Regions from separate parts of the Mus musculus genome. Here region 2 is linked to region 1. The links are chromatin contacts, called in public promoter capture Hi-C maps. All regions are on one chromosome and are shown on one strand. Each heading gives the region's core, a stretch centred on a gene start, on an enhancer-like site or on the middle of the called end of the contact. The rest is flanking DNA. Distances are from core to core; before and after follow the strand shown.

The links. Promoter capture Hi-C pulls out the DNA fragments that hold promoters and counts their contacts.
Region 2: a contact with region 1 is called in a promoter capture Hi-C map of pre-B cells, with 5 times the contacts expected there. The contact joins the promoter of Zfp638 here to the promoter of Pole4 in region 1. A contact is called at or near these places in 2 of 39 promoter capture datasets (neutrophils and pre-B cells) and 1 of 484 Hi-C or Micro-C datasets (CD4 T cells).

What each region holds. Positions count from the first base shown.
Region 1 is chr6:82,651,596-82,657,108 of GRCm38.p6, forward strand. It overlaps Pole4 (polymerase (DNA-directed), epsilon 4 (p12 subunit)), which reads right to left and starts at 1,270. Exons shown (of 4, transcript NM_025882.3): 1 at 1,029-1,270; 2 at 488-572. The coding sequence starts at 1,244.
Region 2 is chr6:83,912,195-83,917,857 of GRCm38.p6, forward strand. It overlaps Zfp638 (zinc finger protein 638), which reads left to right and starts at 2,159. Exons shown (of 27, transcript NM_001355286.1): 1 at 2,159-2,285.

The DNA.
Region 1 (5,513 bases), core at 20-2,519:
CATCTTTACACTCACTATTCTTTTAACTGTCTCACCTCAAAAGCCAGCGAAAATGCTGTTCAAGGCATCCTACAATCCTGTCTTATTCCAAAATTCACTTTTCTCTCTACTCTAAAGACACTAGAACAAGGCCGGGCGTGGTGGTGCACGCCTTTAATCCCAGCACTTGGGAGACTGAGGCAGGTGAATTTCTGAGTTCGAGGCCAGCCTGGTCTACAGAGTGAGTTCCAGGACAGCCAGGGCTGCAGAGAAACCCTGTCTCGAAAAACAAAAACAAAAAAAAAAGATACTAGAAAAAGAGTTTGGCAGCATAGAAGGGAATGAGAGGTACAGTCTCTAAAGGCTTACACATGTGGAAGGGTTACCAGGTAGACAAATAAACCAAAAGCCAAATTTCCCCTTGCTTCAATGATGCCTTGTGAAACAGCTATAAGAAAGCCCAGCCCATAGCTCCCCTGTCCACCCTGGGGTACCACAGCGACTCTACCCAAATCTCTCCTCTGGAGAGTTTTCCTCTTTCCTTGTTGAGCACAGCAGTAGGCATCTTTTGCGATAGTCTCCACGAACAGTTCCTGCAACAAAAAAAAAAAAAAGCAAGCAGAGATTAGTGGACTCTAGCCCACTGAGATGAGCAATCCTGTGTAGACGTGGACAAGAAGGGTAAAGGGGGAACTCTACCACACAGGAAAGTTCTAGAAGCTACCATTGTACTGAACTTATGAAAATACTTCTGCTATCCCTCTCCATAGCTCCAATCCCCCTGCTCTAATATCTCCAAATCCACCCTACTCATTCATTAGGATCCCCTTCAAGTTCTGTGTGAGCCGTGGGAGCCATGCAAACTAAATTTGCGTGGGTCCTCGTGAAGAGGAGAGTGGCTAACCAACTCAAACGGGGCCCACAGAGGCCTTCCTAGGTCTCAGTCAAGTCAGGTCGGCGTACCAGGGCCCGCCACGCCCCCTAGCGCCACGCCCCCTAGATGCCACGCCCCTTTCCCCGACCCAGGCGCCCTTGCTTCCCCGTCGCACCGCGGCACGCGCCAGGATAAAGATGGCTTCCTGTCCCGCCAGCGTTACGTCAGGGTCTGCCTTCACCAAGGCCTTTACTCTCGCCAGAGGCAGCCTCGAGAGGCGAACTCCCCCGGGTGCACTCGTCGGGGCTTGGGCCTGCGAAGCCGCTGCCTCCCCTCCGGGAGCCTCTTCCTCTCTGGGCGTCCCGCTCCCAGCAGCCGCCGCTGCCGCCATCCCCTCCCGAAACGTGTGGCGCGCGGTCGCTGACTGAGCGCGCGCACGCGATTTCGGCCCCTTTCCCGCGCCGGGTAGAGACCACGCCTCTCCGTGTGGGCGTGGCCCCACCCTCACTAGGCGTGGCGCGCCAGAACCGCCCCCTCTGACTCCGGGGTCTGATGTACTCTTCCGGGCGGCCACAGCCTGGAAGCGGCCGGGCGTGGCCTAGCTGAGCCGGAAGTCCGGATGCTTCTCTAGAGCCTCAGTAGGTGCTGAGTTTAACCTCTAGGCCAACAGGAGGGGAACCCGTGGGTGTCCCCACAACGCTGCCCCGCGCAGCGACAGACCCGGGCCAGCGCCGGGGATCATGTTTTAGGTGGAATGGGACGTTTGACGGGCAGAATTGGAAGTGCGGTTTAGTGGGAGGAAACCACTGCAAAAAAGGCGTGCAGACACGGAGAGCAAGTTTTGTCTGTGGTTGGTCAAACAAGGGTTAGCTCAGAACACTGATCTCCTTACTCAAAACAACAAAACTAAAAACTGTGTTCTCTAGGAACATTAATTGCATAGGGTTTATGTTTTAAAATACTAGTATGTAGTGTTGGCAAAACATTATCATGACAAGTAACTTTTCAAAAACAAAAATTGGCGGGGCGGTGATGGCACACGCCTTTAATCCCAGCACTTGGGAGGCAGAGGCAGGCGGATTTCTGAGTTCGAGGCCAGCCTGGTCCACAAAGTGAGTTCGAGGACAGCCAGGGCTACACAGAGAAACCCTGTCTCGAAAAAACCAAAACCAACAAAACAAAACAAAAACAAAAATTGATGAGAAAAAAATTAATGTCTCCTTTAGAAAACAATTTGATCGTCTAGCTGCTTCTCAACATTTTACTATCTGTTTTTTTGCATAGTTATGGAAAATTCCACTGCACCTTCTTGAGAGAATGAGAATGACTAAGATTAAGATAACTTTTACCAGGTGTGGTGGTGCACGCCTTTAATATAAGCACTCAAGTAGCAAAAGCACATCATGCTCTTTGAAACCAGCCTGGTGTACAGAGGGAGTTCCCAAGCCAGCGAGGACGACATAGTAAGGCCCTATCTTTAAAACAGAAAATCGCTTTGACCTCGCCGGCCTCTGCAAAGGATCTCCAAGAAGCCTCTCCCTGCCTCTTCTTACCTATGAGTTCTCATACCGAACCAGAGATCTGGCATGGAAGTGTGGCAAATATTCGCAATAGGCAAGAGAGACAACTCAGTAAAGTGTATGCTGCTCATCAAGGACCTGAGTTCGAATCACCAGAACACAGTAAAAGGCTAGTGTGATAGAACTCCTGTAACTTCTGCACTAAGAGAACAGGATTGCTTAAGTTCTTTGGCCAGCTAAGCTAGCCGAACCAAATCAGTGAGCTTGTGGACCTTGGGCCTTTATACCAACAAATGCATCCAACACACACTAAATTTTTAATATAAGGCATAATAAGAACACTGTGTACCTAGTTAATTGCTTTATATAAATATTAATGTTTAGTCATAATGCCTGTACTATTGATGCAGGTAAGTAATTTTATTTACAGCTATGAGTGAGCCACAGACTGTTCCACAGTGTACCTGTGGAATAAGGGGAAGCCAAGGGCTCATTGCATAATAACCTGAAATCATTTACTTCCAAATTTAAGCAATAAACTTTAACTGGGTCTATACACAGAGGCCCCACTGGAACAAAATGAGTTTTGGCCAGAATTAAAAGCTCCAGGGGAGGAGCGATGAGTTACATTGTACCAGAGTTTTCCTTAGGACCTTTGTCTTGAGTGCTCTCTACTGTGTACTTAAGAAAAAAAGAAAAAAAAAAACCAAGAAACTTTATTCTTATTGGTTGATTGTTCGTAGAAATTGATTACATAGATTTCCAATCTTTTCACCCCAACTTTGAAATGATTTAAATCCAATGTAACCTGTAAGGATCACTGTACTGGGCTCCTTCCACCCTCTCAATTTTGTAACACCTCCAGGTCCTCTCTGCACCTGGACCATATAGACTGGGTCTCTAGTTCTTTTGTTCTTCCCCCAAAGCTTTTATCTACTTCAGATCCCAGGTTCTCTTCATTATGGAAACTTCTCTTCCCACCTAAAGCTCCACAGATGAAGTTAAATCAGTCATACTACTGAACACCTGTCCTTTAGAGTGCTGGTCCCACAGTAGCACGGAGCCTCTCCCTGTGCATTTTACTTCTCTAGTCCTACTTTCCCCAGATTGAAAATTCCTGAAAGGAGGTGTTCTGTCTGGTTTTGTTCGTTGTCTTGAGACTATGATAAAGTACCCAACACTTGGGTATTCAGTAAGTATTTACAGAGTCAATGGATCATTAACAATAGCTCATCTGAAACTAAAATCGCCTCAGAAGGCATGTTAGAATCTGAGGGCAAAAGTCATTATCTGAAAATGTCTGCTAAGGGTCTCTAGTCCTTTCTGCACTGTTTTAGACAATCATTTTTTTTTCCTGGTATTATGAGACTGTAGCCCAGGCTAGCCTAGAACTGGTGACAGTCCTCCTGCCTCGGCTTCCCAAGTGATGGAGTTACAGGCTCCAGCCTTTGCATTCAGCTTTAAGCAATCAACTTGACATTTGCTTATGGACTTTGTTTAATAGAAAGCAAATACATTTCATAACTTTAAATCCCTGAAAATCAGTTAGAAGGTATACTGAGGCCTTTGGTCACGTTCTCCCTTTGTTCACAGCGGCCCTGCTCAGAAGGCAGCACTCAGCTTGTCCTGAGCTCTCCTCTGTAGGATCCAGCTGCCCTTGGGATGGTTTATGAGCCTCTCTGAATGGCAGTCACGAAGGACAGAAGGCTATCCTAACTCATTCCCAGCAGATTACTTTTCAGTTCAGTGGTCTGCAATATTGGATTTTTTTATTCTCAAGAAGTAATGTGAAGAAAAGGAACTGTGGCTAGTCTATAAGAAGAGAACAGAGGGGAGTGTGAGGTTCAAGCCCTCTGTCAATGAGCTCTGTCACAGTAACTTGGCAGTCATAAACTAAAGTGATGCGTGGAGCTGAGTATGATGGTGCTGAAAGATGGCCACAACCCTGAGGCTAGCCTGATCTACACACTGAATTCTAGAGCAGCCAGTGCTATATAGCAAGACCCAACCTCAAACAAAACAACAACAAACATAATATTTGGAATTGTTTTCCAAATAAGCATACATTTAAGAATCATGTATTAGTCTTTTACTACTTATAATTAGAAGCATTTTTAAATATCTTCATTAATTCATTGGGAATCCCATACAGCATATTTTAAGCACATTCACCTGAAACTCCTCCTGTTAACTCCTTCCAGCTCCATTCCCACTCCACTATGACCCAATTTTCTGTCCTCTTTTATTTTGAACTAGTTCTTAATGCTAAGTTTAATTTCCAGAGAATATGTAAGTTGTTATGAGGGTTTTTCTGTGTGTGTGTGTGTGTGTGTGTGTGTACCTAAGAGATCAGAGGATTGGGTCTGCTTAGAACCACCCAGCATGGATTCTGGAGATTGAGCCTGGGTCTTCTGAGACAAGTGCTCTTAACTGCTGCATCATCTCTCCAGGCCCCTCTGAGGAATGGTATTCACAAAGATTAATTTTAATTTTATTCTCTTTTATGTTGTTTTATTTCAGTTTGGTTTTTGAAAGAGAGGTGGAATTAGTGGCAGTCCTCCTGTCTCAACCTCCCAAATACTCTGATTATAGATATATAATACCCAGCTGAGACTGCAAGTTGTCTCACCCATCGTGCTTGCTAGCTAGACTGAGACACACTATGAAATTCAGGGTCCTATGAGCCCAACCATGATGGCCTTGGCCTACCTGGAAAGCCTCCATATAAGCTGAGATGAACCTGGTAGCAGGCATCATCAGGAAGTCAGTTTGTATAACCATCATTCTGTTCACTTGCAGAAGAGCAATTAGAAGCTTCAGCTGCTTCTGGAAGAGGCAGCAGAATCCCTACCCGACGGGCAACATCACACAGATCTTTGGTGAAGCAAGGAAAGATCACTGCTGTTAAGATAGCACTAGCTGCCATCACTGTGGACAGCAAGCTGTCACAACGTTTCGAGTGAAAAGAGCTCATGAGGCAGCCAACAATCATGTAGACCAAATATTCCGCAGTAGACCGAAGGAAGAGCTGGAGGATGTGGAGCACCCTGTCTCTCGGAGACCAGATGGGAGTAATAATAGTGTACATTGTGTTTTATCGAAAGGAAAAAAATGGGAGAGAGTTCTAGAAAAAAGGAGAG
Region 2 (5,663 bases), core at 909-3,408, 1.3 Mb after region 1:
TGATGCTCTTTATTTCAAAAGTTGATTCAATAATCTACCCTTTTGTCCTATTATTCCTATATCTCCCCCCTTTTTTTCCATCCCCTCTTCCCCCCCTTCCCCCTAACACTAGGTAGGAGAGAAAAAAGGATAAAGAGAAAAAGAGGAGATCCTTGAATCTAACCTCCTATACTTGGTTTCCTTCCTGATCACGACCATTTACAACTTGTGATCAACCCCCCTTTAATGATGACAAACTTCCATCACCCATGAAATGACCATAAAACCACCCACCCCACCTTTTGGGAGTGAGGCTATCATTCTCTTAAATTGCCTCCAGCTGTCTGGGGTGAGGGCATCCTCTGGGGGCCCTAAGAAAATTGAGATATGGGCCAAGTTCTGGGAAAGCTAGCTTTATCATTTGCTGTCAATCCCTATGTGATGGGAAAGTGCAGAGCATAACTGAAGCTCTGGCTGGAACAATCCTCGAGACTGGACCAATTGAGCTAGCTGTCTGCTGCCAAGCGTGTACCTAAAGCCTTATGGGGGGTTCCCTATGATCTGTTGACTGAGGGAGAGAAGTCTAGGACCTGGCTTACTGGCAGTCCTGAACATTATACCTGCACCACCAAGAAGTGGACAGCTGCAGCATTACAACTCCTTTCTGGATTGTAGTTCATTCCAGAGTCCATATAGACCCATTAAACGTTGTGCTTCTTTCTGGATGGTGGGAGGATCCAGGTACAGTAACTTACCTTTCACCTTGGAAGGAATATCTCTGCTTGCTCCACACCACTGGACTCCTAAAAATTTCACCGAGGAGGATGGTTCTTTAATTTTTATTTTTTTTAATTTGTAATTTCTTGTTTTTTTGTTTGTTTGTTTGTTTTTTTTGTTTTGTTTTTTTTTGTTTTTTGTTTTTTTTTTCAAGACAGGGTTTCTCTGTGTAGCCCTGGCTGTCCTGGAACTCACTCTAGACCAGGCTGGCCTCGAACTCAGAAATCCACCTGCCTCTGCCTCCCAGGTGCTGGGATTAAAGGCAGTTCACCACTGTCCTGCAGTCCTTTAATTTTTTTGAACTAGCTTATATTGGCATAACTGAGTCAATTTAAAAAGATAGAACATTGAAGAAAACAGTTAAAAAAATTTTAGCCCAATCTTTTTCATGGGTAAAATCAATCAGGATTATAGATGTTCACCACTCAGGTAGTTTATTTTTTGAATTCTGAAATGATATAAAAATTTTTCAATATTAGTCTTTTGACTTAAACTTTTTTTTTAGAATTATTTATTTATTTTATGTATATGAGTACACTGTAGCTGTCTTCAGACACACCAGAAGCAGTCATCAGATCCCATTACAGATGGTTGTGAGCCACCATGTGGTTGCTGGAAATTGAACTCAGGACCTCTGGAAGAGCAGCTAGTGCTCTTAACAGCTGAGCCATCAATCAGTTCAGCCCTTAACTTTTATTCCTTTCTAATTTCCCATTTTATTATTCTATCTATTTTGTGTTGTTTGAGACAGGGATGTGTAGCTTTGGTTGTCCTGGAACATCTTCTGTAGACCAGGCTGGCTTCTTTCCCAGATTTCTGCCTGCATCTTGCCTGTCAAGTGCTGAGATTAAAGGCCTGTACCAACACTGCACGGTGTAATTTCCCATTTAAGAGGTGGGAGATAAGGGCTGGAGAGATGGCTCAGTGGTTAGGAGCACTGACTGCTATTCTGAAGCTCACGAGTTCAAATCCCAGCAACTACATGGTGACTCACAACCATTCCTAATCTGGGGTGCCTGAAGACAGCTACAACGTACTTGGGTGTGGAGGCACACACTTATAATTCCAACAGTTGGAAGGCAGAAGCAGGTGGGATCTATGTGAGTTCAAAGTTCCAGACCTTTTCTTTAAAAAGGGGGCGATGGGAGTGAGCAGTAAAAGCGAGAATATGTTAATAAGTGAATGTTACGTTGTGATACTGAGGGAATAGTAATCAGAGAAGGCTTCATGGAAGAGAAGAGGGATGGTTTGCAGGTTCTAAAATCTTGAGTGATGTTACCCAGACCGCTGCAGGTGTAGGACCAGCCATAGCTGGCGATCGCCCCCTTCTGGCAGAGGGCGGCCTTGTCCCCCGACAGCGTCTCTGGAGAACGCGGAGCCTGAGGCACGCAGGCGCAGTGAGCGGACGAGGGCTTTAGGCGAAGATGCGCATGCGTGTAGTCCCATGGAGGCGGTAGCTGCTTCATCGCGGTGACTGGAGGCCGAGTGCTAAACTGTGTGGGGCACGGATGGGATCCAGCTGTTAGTCGGTAGGCATAGGTAGGGCCGCTGCCTTGCGGGGAGCCGGGGACTGGAAGGCAGAGGTCCTTAGCGCAGGCCCCGAGCGGTCCCTGCCAGGTCGCGGTCGACTATTGTATGTGTCGCAGCCGCTGCGTACAAGATGGCGGCGGCGGGGCGGGTGGAGCTGAGGGACCCCGGGTGGGCCTCGGCCGTGGCCTGTTTCCCCTCGCCACTCGCCGACCGCGCCGTCGCGCCGCAGTGCCCGTGGGCGCAGCCGCCGGATGCTGCTGCTCTGAGGAGGAGCGGGCGGCGCCCTCGGGGAGTCCGGCTGCCCCTTCCCCAGCGCCGCGGGTCTGCCGCTCCCCAGGCCTGACAGCTAGCGGGAAGACCGCCGCGTGCCCGAGCGCCTTTCGGAGCCCCGCGGGCCGCGTGCGCCCTTAGTCGGGCTGGAAGAGCTTCCTTGCAGGGGGCTGGGAGCGGGGTGTGCGGGCTGTTGTGGGCCAAGCGCCCCAGTGAGCACCGAAGCCGAGATTGTCGGCCCTGGGATGTCGTCGAAAATGGCGGTGACACTTCCACATTCTTAGAGGAGTCGTGAACACTGATGTGGGGATACATGCTTGTGTTGGTGTGGTTCCTAGCTTGGGGAAGAGCGGAGAGGTCTGTACACCGACTCTCATCCCCGAGGATGTGCCAGACGTCCTTTGTTGTTTGAAGTAATTGCCTATGAGGGAGTCTCAGTATTACAAAATCTTTGAGCTTGACAGTGATTGTAGCCTCGAGCTATTTAATATTAAAATTACCCTTTGGCAGTTTGGGAATTCTGGAAGGCGCACTCAATGTGAAAAGTTCTGAAGAAAAGCTTCTTACCAGGATCCACCCGACCATGTGGAGTCAATCTTTCCTAACCAGTTTGGAAATTGTTCACTCTCACATAAAATTCTCCCTCTCTTCATTTTGTGTATGATGGGTTAACTTGTTTTTCAGGGGAGTTGTGTTTACTGCTTAATTTTAGAAATTTAAAATGACAGACTGGAAAAAGATTACAAGAAAAATTAATGTAAAGCTGTTAACACAGAAAAATAAAGTTGTTTATTACATTTTTTCAAAATGTTATTAATGATTATACACTTAAGATTTAGTGGGCTCAAGCTGCTTTACAAATTTTGACTTTTATATTTCCATATTCTGTAATGTGTACTTTCATATTTGTAGAATCCAAAATGTAATATACTAAAATATGCTAGACCATTCCCCGCCTTATCATTTGTGTAGGAACCAATGGGTAAAGATAAAACAGTTGAAAGAAATTACAAAAATCTCCTTCATTTGTTTTGATTAGCTGGTTTTCAAATGTGTTCATGACACATACATAACCTTGTACATTGAATACGTTGTAGTTTTCTGCATTTGTTATGGAATGTGCTTTTTACCATAAATTCTAGTTCTAAAAAAGGTTGTCTCAGTCATCATTTTCTGGGTGTTGTAAGAGTGTTTTAAGATCTCTGAGACTTTGGTTTTTATGTAATAAATAAAAATGAGGAGTCTAATGGGCAGAGAATAGGTTTTGGAACCAAAAGTTATGGATTCAAATCCTTTTTGCTCTTATTATGTGTGAGACTTTAGTTGTTTTAGTCTTTCTGAACTTTTGTTTTCTTTTTTTTTTTTTTTTTTTTTTTAAAGATTTTTTATTTATTATTATAGTAAGTACACTGTAGCTATCTTCAGACACACCAGAAGAGGGAGTCAGATCTTGTTACAGATGGTTGTGAGCCACCATGTGGTTGCTGGGATTTGAACTCTGGACCTTCGGAAGAGCAGTCGGGTGCTCTTACCCACTGAGCCATCTCACCAGCCTCCGAACTTTTGTTTTCTTATTTGTAAACTTGCACTACTTGTTTGCCCTTTCTTTTAGTACACTGAGATCCAGTATGGAATGCTCCTATCCCTCATCATATAGATGTTTCTTTTTCTTTTTTCTTTTCTTTTTTTTTTTTTGAGACAGGGTTTCTCTGTATATCCCTGGCTGTCCTGGAACTCACTTTTTAGACCAGGTTGGCCTTGAACTCAGAAATCCGCCTGCCTTTGCCTCCCAAGTGCTGGGATTAAAGGCGTGCGCCACCTTGCCCGACTCATAGAGATGTTTCTTAATTATTTATATCAGATTTTATTTGTTTCAAAATTAACGTGACTAGGTACCATCTTCTGATAGAAAATTGTAGCCTATGGATACTTCCTCTTAACTAAAAACTGGAATCTAGATTAATAGAATTGAAAACTATCAAACTTGAAAATATTTTGCATCTATAAATTTCATATATGACTTTTATTGCACTTACCAGAATTTAGTGTAATAGTTTGTTGACTATTTATACAATATTGCTAGGTAGCACAGACTAGCCTAGAACTCATTGTGTTAGTTCAGGGTGACCTTGGAATTTGGAGGTAGAGGTAGTATACAATAACTCCCAAGTGTTAGGATTTCAGGCATGACCCCTTTTTTGTGGCAATTAAATAATTGTTAGTTTTTGTGTCTGAGTAACTGGTATGTATTGGATGCCCCAATTGAATATATGAACACAATCAATAGATGCAAGAGCCTACGTGGAATTTCATGCTTAATTCACTGTCCCTTGCCATTGATGTTTCGAATAAGTCTGTTCAGTTTCTTAATGAAATGCTATAATGTACTAAGAAACAGTGCTGTTTGACAGTCTGAGCTGTTTTTTCAAGGAACTAATGACTATTGAAATGTGATAGTTAATAGATTAGCAAATAAAATATTTGCTGTGACTAAAGTTAATAAGCTCTCATATCTAACCTTTTATTGTTCTAACTTTGTTCCATTATTTGTGGTTGAAAATAAAAATGGGAGGAAAATATATAGGAAGTCAGAAGAGAATAGTGGAAATAATCATGAGAGAAGGTAAAGTATAGAATTATACTCAGCCACATTGTTTCTATGAGAAACAAGAATAATACGTTTTGGATTGACAAGGATAGGGAACATAGTGATATCTCCAAGGGTACATATGTGAGCTTAGTGATTACTTGGGATGTAATTATTTCGATGATTTCTCAAGTCTTTCGAAATCAAACTGTGCTCAATTTGTACCAGTCCTGAATTGTCTTTATATTTTTATTTTCATACTTTTTGAAATTAAACTTTCAAGTAGTTTTTAAAGTTGTCTGTACTTAGTGAAAATTGTAATTTTTTTCTTTTGATTTTGATTTTTGTATTTTAAAACAGGGTTCTGCAAGGTAGCTCAGGTTGGCTCTTAAGTCCCCGTGCTTCAGCCTCCCATATGCTTGCTACCAGATTAAAATTTTTAAATTGTTAATAAAGATTTCTTAATTGGCTATTCAGACAATATTGAAATTTCCCCTCTACCTTACATAGAGGTATTAAA